Linked DNA regions of Pan troglodytes: region 2 is linked to region 1. Evidence: chromatin contacts called from public Hi-C data. All regions are on one chromosome and are shown on one strand. The core of a region is the stretch at or near the end of the contact, and the rest is flanking DNA. Distances in the headings are between cores, read along the strand shown.

Region 1 (3,159 bases), core at 483-2,982:
ACACCTATGTCTGCAGCTTTCTGATCGAAAGGAGCAAAGAAAGATAGAAGAACTAAAGGAACAGAGGGCGTACCAGTAGCCTTGGTTTTGTTGTGACCTCTATAAATCTGGGACCAGTTCTCCTTTCTAAGCCTTCGCGGTAAAATACTGATCACAAGCCTAGCCTCCAATAACTCCCAGGGCCAAAGTAAAGATCAATTCAACAGACGTTCATTAAACCCAAAGGCAATCTAGTCAAGTCATCAAATGCCCTGGGGACAGTTTCCCAGCTCCATCCACTTATTAGTTGTGGGACTCCTGGCAAATTACTTTTTCTATGAATACCTCAGTTTCTTCATGGGTAAAACGTGAAGCTATAGAAAAAACTCACCCCATAGGATTGTTGGGAAGATTAAATAGGCCTTTGGCTGAGCGCGGTGGCTCACGCCTGTAATCCCAGCACTTTGGGAGGCCGAAGCGGGCGGATCACCTGAGGTCGGGAGTTCGAGATCAGCCTGATCAACATGGAGAAACCCCGTCTCTACTAAAAACATAAAATTAGCCGGGTGTGGTGGCGCATGCCTGCAATCCCAGCTACTTGGGAGGCTGAGGCAGGAGAATCGCTTGAACCCGGGAGGCGGAGGTTGAGGTGAGCCGAGATCGCGCCATTGCACTCCAGCCTGGGCAACAAGCGCGAAACTCCGTCTCTAAATAAATAAATAAATGGGCCCTTGTGTGTAATGCATTCAGTAGCACCTGACAATTTGTGACCATTCCGTACAGTAAGCCATGGCTATTATCATCACGTGCTAGGCCCTGGGATCTAGAGATGAAAAAGGCAAGGCATAACATCTAACGAACGAGCTTACGGTGTCAACGAGGGGCCGGGAAAGTAACTCGGTGCACAGCGAGTGCAAAAACCGAGAAGCGAATGCAGCTGCGCCTGGAGAAGGCGGCTGAGAAGTGATACTTCAGCAGGGTCCTGAAGAATGGGAGCTCCAGAGTCGGGTGGCGGGTGGGACTGGGCTTTCGGATAGATTACGTGCAAATCCGCCAGGACACAGGGAGCGAGGGGCGGGGGGGCGGCAGAGCGCGGCGCCTCGCCCTCCCAGCCTGGGATTGCGGCTACTGGACACGAGGGTCAGGAAGCTCTCCTTCGGCGCCGACTGCAGCTCAGCGTGCTGGCGGCAGCAGGAAGCTGAGGCAAGCGGGTCCCGGGCCCTAACGACGCGTCCCAGCCCCTCTCTGGGCCTCGGGTTCCCCCCGGGTAACAAGAGGCCGCTGCCTGAACGGGATTCCCTCAGGCGCCCTAGACGGGCGGGTCTCCGGGCCTCGGACGGTTAACCCGAGCACCTCCCGCCTGCCCCTGAGGCCCCACCTCACCACGCTCGGCTCCCGCAGACGCCCGGCTAGTTGCTCTGCGATTGAGCTGCGGCAGCCGCTGCTAAGGCCCTGCGTGGGACGGGGGCGGAGCCCACCCCGAGGCAGAGGGCCAGGCCCCGCCCCCCAAACTCCCGCCCTTTGGGAGGGGCCCGCCCCGCCAAGTCCTGCACCTATAGGCAGACTGAGCCGGCGCAGGGCCTGCCGCCATGTTGGGTATTGGCAGCCGACTTACTAGAGAGGCCCTGAAGGGAAGGGGGTATTATTTTAAGAATTATAAGATCCCTAGCCAGAAATGGGGACGGTCAGGGTCTCTGGATTCGCGAAAGGGACATTTCGGAAGCAGAAAAGAAAAATTGCCCTCAATCATTTCGCTTTTGGCTTCAGTGTTACATACAGCGCATGTGCAAGGTCACCTGGTTCTAGGTGCGCCTGCGCACAGCTCCACCTACAAACCAGACTACAATTACAACTGCGCGAGAAACAAAGGGGCTCGCTGCCACTGGTTAGCGATAATACTGGCAGCGCGACCAGTTTCTGAGGGTTGTTCACCTTGCTGCTCAGACGCTCCGAGAAGCTTCAGGCAGCATAACACTTACAGGCGAGTTACTTACTCAACACTCGGTTTTGTCTGCATGTCTCTGCACAGAGTGTTACCTTTACCTGACTTAATCCGTCCCGGAGCTGCAGTTCTGCTTAAGCCTGACTTCTAGAGAACTTTTTCTTCCCAATAGGACCCATGCGTTATTCCCGTAGCATTTTGTGTATAAATTGTTTTTTTTTTTGTTTTTTTTTTGAAATGGAGTCTTGCTCTGTCGCCAGGCTGGAGTGCATTGGCACGATCTCGGCTCACCGGAACCTCTGCCTCCCAGGTTCAAGTAATTCTCCTGCCTCAGCCTCCCGAGTAGCTGGGACTACAGGCGCCCGCCACCACGCCTGGCTAATTTTTGTATTTTTAGTAGAGACAGGATTTCACCATGTTGGCCAGGATGGTCTCGATCTCTCTTGACATCGTGATCCTCCCGCCTCGGCCTCCCAAAGGGCTGGGATTACAGGCGTGAGCCACCGCGCCCGGCCTTGTGTATAAATTGTTAATGCACTTTCTTAGAGTTGTAAACTCCATTTACCTGCCTCACTCTTGCACTCAGTGGTTCTCAATTTTTAGTAGGAATTAAAAACAAAACTGGTAAATGCAGACTCTTGGATTCCACCCCCAGAGAATCCCTAAACCGGGGGTGGAGTCCAGGAATCTGCATTTTAGAAAGTACCCAGGGTGATTCTGATACATTGGGAACACGTTTTAGGAAGCGCTGCATGAGATTGTGAGCTTGAGCGTAGAGACTGTAATTTGGTCATCTGACTATAGCGCTCAGCACAAGGCCTGGTACAAAATAGGTGCTCAATAAGTGCTGAGTGAATGGGTGAATGAGTGGATAGCTCGAGTGAAACAGCAAGGCTTCAGGTTAATCCACAGCCAAAGGTAACCTGAGAAAGGAACGCTTAAAATCTATATTTTATCTTTCTCCTGTAAGAACACAAAAAAGATCTTAATAGCTAATTTGAGAAATAGAGAAAGTGGAGAGTAAAAGGGGAAGGAAGGACACGGATTCTGAAAGGCAAACTATCTAGAGAGGGGAAAAGGAACATCTCCAGGCACTAGACAGAGAAAACGATGCAAAGAAGCAGTGGTGTGGGATTCCATCCTAGGGAAATAATCCCACAACAGGCATTGTGCTTGAATGTTCACTGCAACAATATTTGAAATACAAATGAAACAATCTAAATATTATGCACATCAAG
Region 2 (3,159 bases), core at 288-2,787, 240 kb before region 1:
GGGCTGGGATTGATGGGAAGGGACAGATGTAGTTGGCAACCATGGTTAGCATCGGATGCCCATCCCAATGGCCATGAATGTGCCAAAGGTGCCGCCACTCTGCATCATGGTTTTCCCAATGCCGCCCATCAGCTCTCGACCCCGCATTCCGATCCTGAGGAGGAAACCAAGATGGAGCTATTTGGTAACAAAAATATCAGAGTATTAACTGCTCCTTTCCAATTTTTTGCTAACACTAGTCTAGCAACCCCTACATCTGATTTTCCACTTACTGGATATTATATCTTACTACCTGGGGTGGGTAATGAGAAGGAAAAAGATCCATCTGGGTCTCCAGGGTATTTTTCTGGTGGATGTCGTATTAACTGCCTTCAGTTTGTGGGAGGCAGCAGATGCAGTGTAAAATACATAGAGAAACCAGCTTTTTGGACTGGTGTTGCCTGCAGTTTAAGACCCAATAAAGACATCTGTCTTTTAGTTTCTTGGTGTTAATGATTTTGGAGTAAGGTTGGGGTTCAAGAGTCAGCTCTACAATTTACACATAGTGTCAAGTGTAAAATGGGCATCTCAACATTATTTACAGGATTTTGAAAACTACAGTATTTAGCACAGTGCTTAACATAGAGTAAGTGCTCTGTAAATGGTAATTTACAATCTAGGGATATGGCAATAACAGCCTCTAAATGTGAAAATGACCTTTAGAGTGTAAAGTTTAACTGCTTTATCTCTGTATCCTGTATCCAGAATAGTAAAACCGCTGAACGAGTTTCTTTCCTTATGCGCAATTGGAAAAAAAAATAAAAGCAACAGTAGTAACTAGTTACTGAGCACTTAATATGTGCCAGATGCTGTGCAAAGTGTGCTGATCGAATTTTTACAACTCTATAAGTTAGATGCTACTGTCTTCATTCTACACTTAAGGAAACCCAGTCTCCAACTTGCCTAAAGTCACCGAACCAGTAAGAAAAGGGCCAGAAAGCATTTTGACTCTAAACCTCAAATTCTTAAGCACTGACGCTTCCAACCTGACTTTACAGATTGAAGGTGGTTTGGAATGAGTCTGGCTCGCGAGGGGACAGAGAGGGAAGTCGAAAGAAGGAGGCTGTGTTCAGGCTCCAGGCCGAATGGGGTAGGGCCGGAAGGTCTGGTTGTCCTGCCCAGAGATCACCGCCCGCGCCCCTCACCTGAGACAGGAAAAGGTGCCGAAGAGCGCCCCGGCTGCCATGCCCACGGCGCAACCCATCACGAAGCCCATCTTGACACGGTCGAAGCAGCTTGGCTGGGACTGTCCGTAGGGACCCACGGCCACCGGCATCTGCGGGGGATAGGAAAGTGTGGGCCCAGGCGGGCGGGGACGGAAGCGGTAGGCTGGGAAGTGGGCCCAAGGGCTCAGGGGAAGTAAGGGAAGGAAAATCAGTGGGTAGCCCGACTCCACCACCCTCTTCGCGTTCCGGCCCCGCGTCGCCCGGCGCCTACCTCACCTCGCTCGCGGCCTCGGTCGCTCAGCTCTACGTCTCTCACGGAAAACGACGGGGAGGGCGCTCGCGGCCCGATGAATCGCTTCCGGAGCGCCGGGCAGCACTTCCGGGAGCCTGGGGCCCAGGACTGCAGCGGCTTCGGAAGGTGGGCTCTGCCAGCGGGACCATGCTGCTCCGAGCCGCTTGGAGGCGGGCGGCAGTGGCGGTGACAGCGGCTCCAGGGCCGAAGCCCGCGGCGCCCACTCGGGGGCTGCGCCTGCGCGGTACGCTCGGGTCCCGCTCTCCGGGAGGCGCGGACCTGTCCCCTCCGCGCGGCGACGCAACTGAATATTCCGGAGCCTTCCTGTCCACCCTGCTGCCCAGACCCTCTGACCCTTTCTCTCAAATGACACATCCCTCAAACTTTCTTAGGCGGGTCCCCGAACGGTTGACCCCGGCGCACCACCCCTCGCACCCTGCGCGACAGGCCCCCAGAGCCGTGGAGGCGCGTCCTTCAGACCGCTCCTGGCCAAGTTACAGATGCTGCTCCGGGCTCCCGTGCAGACCGTTACCTTCGGTCAGAAGGGACTGCACCTACTCTGGCTCCACGTTCCTTCTAAACGTCTTTGCCCTTTAGAGCCTTCCTTCCTACGATACTATTTGAATATCAACTCAACACCCCCTCCAGGAACCCTCTCTCCTTCTCCCTTACCTCCTTTTACAGCGTGTCAGGTATCTGGTGTTGTTTTCTTTCCATTAAGATTCGACCCTAGCATCCCTTACACTTATCTCACCTCCAGCCAGATTTTTCCTTCTGCCCTTTGGATGCCATGCGTTCATAGTTGCCTTCGGTCTTATTTGGCTACTCTGTTCCATTTTTTATCAGTTGGAGACCATGCTCCTCAGTCTGCGGTTCCCGCAGATACAGCCGCTGTCCCGGAGGCGGGGCCCGTGCTGCGACCTCTCTATATGGATGTGCAAGCTACAACTCCTCTGGTAAGGATGAAGCTTTTCCCAAGGCTGCTTATAGGAAGTAAATGATGGGCGTGATCACGCAAAGAAATGGCTGAATCCCTGGAGAAGTGAGAGCCGTGAAGGTGTGCTGGAAAAAGCACTGAGCGAGGAGTCGGGAGGCTTAAATTCGAGGCCACTGGCATTGGCTTTACTACTCACTAGCAATTGACCTTGGTCAGATCACTTCAGCGCAGGCTCTATATTAGTAGTTAAAAGCATGGGCTCTGGAATGAGCAGAACGGCCACTTAGTAACTGTGTGAACTTGGACAAGTATTAAACGGGTTAAAAGACTAATGCAAGTTTTCACCAATGTGTGACCAGGGGTGTTTGCCTAGGCCCTGTCCTGTCCCAGCCTCTTATAGATCACATTACCTGGCAGGAATGGAAACACCAGCAGAAACAGATGTCGGAACAAGGCAGTGTTTGTAGACTACCTGAGGGGAGGCAGAACAATCCGAGTTGGGATGGGTTGTGAGTGGGAGTGTATTAGGTTGATATTTGGTGGGTAGTTTTGTGGGAACAAAAGAATGTTTGAGGCCTCCTCTAGGCAGTGCCTGAGGGGTTGAGAGTGTCTTAAGGCAGGGTGGCCAGGTCTGAGGGGTGGAGTGGGACCTGAATTGACGATGCGCTCAAGGAAAATGATCTGTTCTGTTGTGTTCAGGACCCCCGGGTGCTTGATGCCATGCT

What was found. A called contact is a pair of places that touch in the nucleus more often than the background predicts.
Region 2: a Hi-C map of stem cell-derived neural progenitor cells shows a contact between it and region 1, with 4 times the contacts expected there. The contact joins the promoter of NFS1 here to the promoter of CEP250 in region 1. A contact is called at or near these places in 1 of 7 Hi-C or Micro-C datasets (stem cell-derived neural progenitor cells) and 1 of 1 datasets of contacts at active chromatin or transcription factors (stem cell-derived excitatory neurons).

Annotation. Positions count from the first base shown.
Region 1 is chr21:41,687,806-41,690,964 of NHGRI_mPanTro3-v2.0_pri, reverse strand. It overlaps CEP250 (centrosomal protein 250), which reads right to left and starts at 1,732. Exons shown (of 35, transcript XM_003316881.5): 1 at 849-1,732. MIR1289-1 (microRNA mir-1289-1) reads left to right here and starts at 2,511; the gene lies at 2,511-2,654. LOC134809171 (a long non-coding RNA gene) reads left to right here and starts at 1,870. Exons shown (of 2, transcript XR_010154206.1): 1 at 1,870-1,960.
Region 2 is chr21:41,931,676-41,934,834 of NHGRI_mPanTro3-v2.0_pri, reverse strand. NFS1 (NFS1 cysteine desulfurase) reads left to right here and starts at 1,537. Exons shown (of 13, transcript XM_001165456.7): 1 at 1,537-1,741; 2 at 2,344-2,453; 3 at 3,134-3,159. The coding sequence starts at 1,645. ROMO1 (reactive oxygen species modulator 1) reads right to left here and starts at 1,592. Exons shown (of 3, transcript XM_009437107.4): 1 at 1,482-1,592; 2 at 1,185-1,315; 3 at 1-154. The coding sequence starts at 1,315. The coding sequence ends at 46.